Regions from separate parts of the Oryctolagus cuniculus genome. Here region 2 is linked to region 1. Evidence: chromatin contacts called from public Micro-C data. All regions are on one chromosome and are shown on one strand. Each heading gives the region's core, a stretch centred on a gene start, on an enhancer-like site or on the middle of the called end of the contact. The rest is flanking DNA. Distances are from core to core; before and after follow the strand shown.

Region 1 (4,110 bases), core at 716-3,215:
GCAGCAGTGCATCAGATGGCCTTCCTCAGCTGGCTGGTGACAGCTCCCTGTTCTCTTCCAAAGCACTGAGTGGCAGCTGATAAAATGGCATTCTCTTGGGAGACTCAAAAAAATGTCCTTCTGGGGCATCTGTTAGTTCTGCGTTGCAAATGCTCCCGCTGTGTTGAGACACACAGAAGCACACACAGAAGCTCCAACGTTCCGCCTCCAGGGCGCAGCAGACCCTGAACCCAGGAGCAGAACAATGGTCAGATGTAGGAAAGCAGGAAGGGGTGAGTTGCAAATGTTTATTATCTTTGCTTTTGATATACTTTGAAAATTCACAGAGTTTAATTTTTAGTAACGGTTCTGTTTCACAACTGGCTTGCAACAAAATTCCTGAAAATCGAATCACTGGCTCTCCCGAGCCGGGACAAGCCAGCTCCAGCACACCGCGGCCGCCCGTGAGCCTGGAGGATTTCGTGTCCACCCTAAGACATTGTCCAACAGCACAGCCTGGAAGCTGCTGCTTGCTGGGAGCTTTGTTACCACGTGTGGGAGGAAGCAGGACAGGACTCTCCAGGCAGGCTGCCCTGGAGGAACCAGTGCAGGGGGTGTGTGTGTATGTCAGGTCCAGGAGGGGAAGCGGGGAGGGCGGGACCCACTCCCCAAGGAGGAAAAGGCTTCAATGTGGAGGGAAAGGCAGCTGAGGCAGAGACCGCCACCGCCTCTCCTCTGTTCCCAGGCTGAGTGGAGTGGGACAGATGCCTTTGATTGGCTGACCCATGTGCTTAGCGGTGGGCCCACTCTTCTCTCTCCCAGGAATTCAGGACTCAGGAGAGAGGAGGGGCCTGGGCAGGAGTGGCAGAGCCAGGATAAACAAAGGACACAGGGAGGACCCTGAAGGGGGTGCAGACTGATGCAGAAGATGTGGGGGTGCTAGGCCATGCAGATAAAATGTCCGTCAGAGCAGAGAGGGGGCTGCTCCCTGCTCGGGCCCCTCAGCCCTTGCCAGGAATGGGAGGGTCAGGAGGAGGAGCATCCCTCAGAGGGTCCTACTGTGCCCTTCGTGCCATCAGCATCTCCCGGATGTTGTCCTCTGCTTCCTTAACGCTCCGCTCCAGGTAGGACTTTTTCTGCTGCAAAGAGAAAGCAACAAGGGTTAGGACCGGGTGAATGAGCCTGACTGGCAGATGCAGCTTTTATGTCCAATGGTTTGGCTTCTCCTTTGTGATCCGTGACTTCCAGGAGCACGCTCTACTGGGAGCCAGGTCCCCACCGCCAATCCCCAGGCAGGGTGAGACGGCCTGGTACGGGAAGTCGAAGAGCTCTGCAAGACAGGCTTCGTGCCCCCAAAAGGAAGCAGACTCTAAAAACAGGCATCTCGGGACACGAAGTTACACCAGACAAAGGCCAGGAAATTCCAGGACAAAGCTCCTACCCTGTAACGCGCTGTCTCCTCTCAAGGTTTTCCATGGACTGGGCCAGGCGCCCGCAGCAAAGACCGCGCACTCTGCCGCCCAGTGCCGTGACAGTGTATCCCGCGTCTCACACAGGCAGATGAGTCAGGAGCAAACCTGGTTTTCTAATGAAACTGCTCCCTGCCAGGAATCCAGGACAGTGACACACGGAGTAAAACAGACCTTCTGGAGGTTTTCCTTTTACCCCATCTGGGTCCTAAATTAAAAATCTCAATGTAGACAAAGAACGTTGACTACTTTCAGGAGCCACATCTGGCCCACGATTCAGATGAGTCAAAGGAAATGCTGTGTGCCCATGATCTGCCCTGTGCTCACCCCACAAGGACAGTGGCCTCACCGCTGGCCCTGCCCTGAGGAGAGCTGTGGCTGTCAGCCACGAAGCTCCCTTTGGAGGAAAACTACTCGAGAATAAACTTTCCCCTCCCAGGTACACACAATGCAGCCAGAAATATGGAGCAGGGCCCAAGCACCCCAGGTGCCCCCAGTGTACTTCTTGCTCCCACCTCCTGCACTCAAGTGCCCACATGACCCAGGGGTGCCAGGGAACAGCTGAGGCAGGGGTTGGGCGAGCCATCCCAACAGCACAGTCTGCTCTGACCACCCTACCTGGCAAGTGATCCCCAACCACCTATTTCTGCGGCTTCCCCTTAAACTCTGGAATCCCATTACATATTCCTCTCCCTCCTCCTACTCTCAAAGCTTCGGGCTGGGGCTGGGGCTGGGGCTGGGGCTGTGGCACAGTGTGTTAAGATGCCACTTGCGGGGCCAGCACTGTGGTGTAGTAGGTTAAACCTCCACCTGTGGCACCAGCATCCCACGTGGGTGCCAGTTCATGTCCCAGCTGCTCCTCTTCCAATCCAGCTCTCTGCTAATGGTCTGAGAAAGCAGCAGCAGATGGCCCATGTACTTGGGCTCCTGCACCCGGTGGGGAGACCCGGAAGAAGCTCCTGGCTCCAGATCAGCTCAGCTCAAACATTGCGGCCATTTGGGGAATGAACCAGCAGGTGGAAGACCTTTCTCTCTCTGTCTCTCGGTAACTCTACTTCTCAAATAAACAAATCTTTAAAAACAAAAAAATATGCCACTTGCAACGGTGCCATTCCATGTTGGAGTGTCAGTTTGAGTCCCAGTTGCTCCACTTCCAATCCAGTTGCCTGCCAATGCACCTGGGCAAGCAGCAGCAAACAGCCCAAGTGCTTGGGTCCCTGCACCCGAGTGGGAGACCCAGATGGAATTCCAGGCTACTGACTTCAGCCTTACCCAGCCCTGAATGTTGCTATTTGGGGGGGTGAGCCAGCGCAAGGAAGACCTGGATTCATCTCTCCACTCCGCAACCTGCATAGCCCATTCACTCTGCTTTTCAAGTAAGTGAAGAGTTTTTTAAAAAAAAACAGCTTTTTCCTACAGGAGCCAAATATGGCATGCACAAATCTGCTCCTGTGTGAACCTCTGACTCCTGACTGACCTCTCCAAGTTCAAATATTCCCTAAGGTGGAAAAAGCCCTGCCTCTCTCATCTCCCATCTGTCCAACTCACACACAATCCTTACGACACACAGGAACTCCATAAAAGTTCATAGTGACCATGACAACAATATGACAGCCACAAATGCAGATTGTTGCTAAGCAATTTTAAATACATTGCTAAGGCTCATATAGTCCTATCATTGTGCTATCAAAGTGGGAACTTACGCTTCCTTTGATAAACAACCCTTAGACTTGACTTGTGGCAAGTTAAAAAGAGGCAAATACGAGTGACTCCTGACACACCACTGAGGAATGCACAAGTGCTAGGTAGATAGTGAGAGCTGTGCACCACCTGGGCACCTCTTGGCTCCAGCCCCACAGGAAGCTAAGGACAAGGCCAGTGGAGTATGCAGTGTTCTCCCCAGCAATAGCCAGTGCTCAGGACCCAGTCCTGCCACGCCCGGATTCAGTCAACTTGCTGCCACACTAGCCAGACCGGCAACCCCAAACATCAGCAAGAGCACTTCTGCCCTGCTGCCCAGGCCTCTGGCCAAATCCGGGTTGTAGTCTCAGCTTTAAGAGGTGCCAGTGTTGTGGCATAGCAGATAAAGCTGCCACATGCAACGTCAGCATCCCATATGGGTGCCAGTTCGAGTCCTGGCTGCTCTATTTCCAATTCAGCTCCCTGTTGATGGCTTGGGAAACATGGCAGAAGATGGCCTAGGTGTTTGGGCCCCTGCCACCCACATGGGAGCCTGGAAGCAGCTCCTGGTTCCCAGCTTCAGCCCTGGTTGTAGCAGCCATCTGGGGAGTAAACCAGTGGATGGAAGATCCCGCCCCTAACTCTTCCAAATAAATAAATAAATAAATATTTCCCCAAAAAAAGTTAGCTATTCCATAATACCGGTTCCTTCTATCTTGTACTTTCATGAATTTCATCACTGCATATTCTGAGGTCTTCAAAATATTATAAAAACTATAAATAATACCTTTAAATCTTCAATTTAATAAACAGACATGTCTAAAAAATATAACAGATGGGAATTCCTAGTATGGTGGGACTCATTTTCTAACTGGACTTCCATAGCTTCTGTCTTATCCCCAAGCACCTCTCAGCCCTAATCGACCCCAGACTGAGGCACCTGCTGCAGACTGCACTGTACCTGACAGAGAGAAGCTGATGT
Region 2 (4,110 bases), core at 485-2,984, 100 kb after region 1:
GCAGAGGTATGAGGAGCAGCCGTGTGGGTGGGAGGTGAGTCACAGCCCAGCCCTGCCCAGCCTAGAAGAGGGCCAGGAGAATCCAGAGCCATGGGTGACCCCAGAGCGCCAGTGTGAGAGTGGGAGCCCAGGCCCAGCGTGGGGGCACACTCCGATTTCTACAAGGCAGAAAGAGCGTGCAAAGGAAGCTCCGGGTGGGGAGGGAGGTCAGCAGCTGAGGAGCAGGCAGGGCTGGAACAGGTGGGACGCTTTCCAACCAAATATGGTCATTCCGGGGCTCCAGGCCCGGGCCCTGCTCCACCCTGCGGAATCACTGCAGGTGGCTGGCCAGGGAAGCTGGCAGGCTCTGTACTCTGCTCTGGGCCTGTGCCCAGTCACAGCCACACAGGCTGGTTGCAGGATCCCCACGTGGCCCTTCTGTAGGGACTCACAGCAGTCAGAAGTTTCCAGGCTTCGGGTAGCCCTCACAGACACCCAGCATTTCAACAGCTCCCTAGGGACCCCCGTGCCCATCACCCATAGCCTCCCCCAGAGGTGCTGGCCTCACCTACAGGGGCCGAGAGCGCCTCATCGCCTTCTGTGTTCCCAGCTTGGATGGAGGACCTACCTAGGCAGAGGGGACCCACACTGCACATTGGCCCTGTGCCTGGGCACCTCCAGGGGTGTTATCTTAAAGTGGCATTGGGACTCGCACCCATTTCACACAGGAACCCTAGGGACAGCAGCTCAGCCATTCCTAGTTCCCACCATCCAATTTCCCTCAGAGCACAAGTTGCCTGTTTCAGTTTGTCCCAAGGTAGGGAGCCACCTAGCAGGTGAGACCCAAGGACAAGACAGAGTGAGACCTGAACCCCAGGATACACCCAGTCCTCCCGTCAGGCTGATCAGCCTTTCCTCGGGGGTCCTCCTTGCATACCCTCGACCCACAGAGAGAATTTCGGATCAGCCCAAGCCGGTCAGAGGACAGCAGCCTCCACACCTACCTCTGTACAGATCTGCCTCTTCCAAGTCCGGTACTTCCGGGCCGAAGCCACCTCCTGGGGTTAGCAGCTGGTCCTGGTCCGTAGCTCCAGTGGGAGGGTCTGGGTTGCTGGTTCCAGTCGCCAACCCTCTCCGAAGCCGTTCCAAGCTGTCACCAGTCACCAACGCGGAGAGCACTGCAAGCAAGGGGCGAGGCTGCATCAGACCCCTACCCCAGACTCAGGGCCACCACGCACCGACGCCCACGCCCGCTCGCTAGCCCGCCAGGGCGCACGGGCCCCACCAAGTGGCCCGCGCCGGGGGCGCTGCAGCGACCTTCCTCCGTGCACCCAGCACAGCGCCCCCCTCCCCCACCCCGACCTCCGGGGGCGTCAGCAGCCGTCTCACCTGCAGCCAGAAAGAGCTTCAGCACCATCGACGGCAGCAGCTTCATGGTCGCGGACCGAGTGGAGGCGGCGAGGCAGCAATCACTTTGAAGGCGGCGGCCAAGGGGCCAGCAGGGGAGCCAGGCGAAGGGGCGCAGGAGATTCGCGGGGTACAGTCTGCCGCCCACCTCTGGGTGCACACCCGGCTGGGGACCCGCGCGCAGCTACCGGCTGCTGTGCGTCTGTCCGCTCGCTCCGTCCGTACGCCCGAGCCGCTGCACCTAGGTCAGGCCGAGCACCCGCGTGCGGCGCGCAGCTCCCTCGGCAGACTGAGCGCTCCCGGCGCGCGGCCGGGAATAAGGCTCCGGGAGGCAACCAGGCTCCGCCCCGCCCGGCGCCGCCCCCTCCCCCTCCCTCGCCGGGAAGCGCGCCCGGCTCGCGGCGCCGGCAGCGCAGCCCCCGACCCTGCGGGCGCGGCGGAGGCAGGGAGCGAAGGAGGAGGAGGCGGCGGCGGCGCTCACATTTTTGGGGACCAGGCCAGGGCCGGCGCGGCCTGACTGTGAGTAGGGCTGTTGGCCGGCAGGAGGCGGGAATCAATACCTACCTTTCCCCAAAAGCCTGTCGCTCTGCAGCCTTGTGACTGCTGAGCTGAGCTCTTGTTCCGGGTCTGCTCCCTTGGGCGGTCCTTACTCTCTACCAGGGGTCTCTACACGTGTCACCTTCCGAGATTCAGAAGCCCATTTTTGGGTCTACTAACACAGCAGATAGTAAATAATTATCTGCTTCTCATTTAAACATTAGGTGCCTGAACGCCAGCAGGTGTCAAGCTGGGGCGAGCCACAAAGTTGCAGGTGCTTGGTGTCAATCCAGCAAAACCCAAGGAGGTGTGAAGATTCTCTCGGAGCTGGAGTGGCTTCCCCTCACCTGTTCCCTGGGTCACAGCAGCAGGCTCAGGAAAGCCAGCTTCAAACTTTTTCTCGCGGTTTCCCCATACTTCTGCATCCCCACCCCCACCCACTCCTTTGAAAGTTCCCCTGGGACCGGGGCCTGGCTAACCTAGACTGCTGTGTTCAACAGGTGCCAGGATTTTGATGTGTTTCTCTTCCAGCCCTTATATTTTTACAGGGGTTTTCTGGAGTCACTTGTCCTGACCCAAAGAAATGACTCTCTCAGTAGATATTTCAGCTCCCAGGGACATGCTGGGAGGGAGTTGTTTGACACAGGGCTGGGTTGGCATTCGGAGCTCTCAGCTTGTGCCAGATGGAGCCCTGGCCTGATTCAGCCCTGTGTAGGGATAAAAACAGGCCTGCTATTTATATGCAGTCGATCCCACTCTCCCTCCCCCACCCCCATCTTTACAGGGGTCACTCTGGCTCTGCCCTCTTCCCTTGCCCCAGCAACCCTCCACCGTCCTAGGATTCCCCGGTGCACTGGAATCACTACAGACTTGGCTTTTGCATCCTGCCCTTGCTGCTTCCTCAATGACCTTGGATAAGATATGGAATGTCACTGAGCCTCGGTTTCCACATTTCTCAAATGGGGACAATAGCAATGATGATAAACGTGTGGAGAGCTTTTGGAGGACTCCCCCCACCTGCTGTTCATAAAGGAGTCTGTGCATACTGCCAACTGTCATCGCTGATCATTCCACTGGGACCCCTCTTTCTCTCCCTTCTCCTAGACTCCTTGCCTACCCTAGGCCAGGCCTGAGGCTGCACGCTGTAGCTGGGTTGATTTCCAACAGAAGCTCGCCTGTCACCTAGTTGGCCCATAGCCCATCCTCTGGTGATCACTATGAGGCCTAGGACCTCAGTGGATGATCAGCACCCAGGCCACACCTTTGTTCTCCTTCAGCAGCCGTCTGACCTCCTGCTCCCCCCAAACAAAGCCGCCACAGGGTCAAGGCTGTCCCCAGGGAAGGGTGGACGGAAACACTTCCTGACACATGGCCAATTCACCCCCCCTTTCTCCCTCCACCCGCTGTTCACACCCTCCTCTCCTGTTCCAGCCTGCCTCTCCCTTCGCATGCATTTTCCTTCCACCTTCTCACCCCCACATCAGCCTCAGTCTCAGCCCAGTTCATGGGGCAACTCCAAGCTTTCATCACACCTGGGAGCCTCACCCCAGTTAGGTTTGTGTTAACCAGGTTTTACAGGAAGGGCCTGGGGAAAAAAAAAAAAAAGACATAAGGCCTGAATTGGATTTGGGATAGTCACTTCCCCTCTTGGAACCTTGACCAAAAAAAGGAATCACAGTTCATGCTGGGGCAAACTCATGAACTCACGCATTCCACAAACATTCGCTGAACACTTTTCAAGCACAAGGGATGCAGCAGTGAGCAGAACACCCAAGCACACGCTGCCCTGGAGCTTGCTCTTGGTGGTCGGGGGCAACACACACACATTAAGGAAGTGAGTGAGGATCAAGTGGTACGTGCTGGATGACAGCTGAAGTGCAGTGTTGTGCTGTGACGTGAATGTCCCGGTGCCCGGGGTGGCGCGTCCCTTTCCACGCTTGTTTGAGCATAGCCTCCTCCCAGCAGATGACAGGGAAGATGCGGCCGAAATGAGAAGGAACCATGCTGGATGTCCATGCTGGGCAAACAGTGCAGAGACTGAGGTGGAAATACGCTTGGATCATTCAAGGGACACAAGAAGGCCAGGAAAGGAGGGCTATGAGATGGCATTGGAACAAAGACCCAGGACAGGGAAGAGAAGACAGGATCCGCCTGAGGAGATGCTGGATTTAATTCCCCATCATCGTG

What was found. A called contact is a pair of places that touch in the nucleus more often than the background predicts.
Region 2: a contact with region 1 is called in a Micro-C map of ear pinna, with 5 times the contacts expected there. The contact joins the promoter of HBEGF here to the enhancer-like site in region 1. A contact is called at or near these places in 4 of 6 Hi-C or Micro-C datasets (ear pinna, psoas muscle, skin fibroblasts and 1 more).

Annotation. Positions count from the first base shown.
Region 1 is chr6:27,897,231-27,901,340 of mOryCun1.1, forward strand. It overlaps PFDN1 (prefoldin subunit 1), which reads right to left. Exons shown (of 4, transcript XM_002710251.5): 4 at 274-1,118. The coding sequence ends at 1,035. Among named protein-coding and RNA genes, the nearest start is that of PFDN1, 65 kb to the right of the region's middle. Within about 2 kb of position 1,966, at least 3 of the 8 cell types and tissues checked have an H3K27ac peak or open chromatin away from gene starts, as enhancers often do. A contact at or near this core is called in ear pinna, where this site is marked.
Region 2 is chr6:28,001,382-28,005,491 of mOryCun1.1, forward strand. HBEGF (heparin binding EGF like growth factor) reads right to left here and starts at 1,735. Exons shown (of 6, transcript XM_008255124.4): 1 at 1,369-1,735; 2 at 984-1,157. The coding sequence starts at 1,414.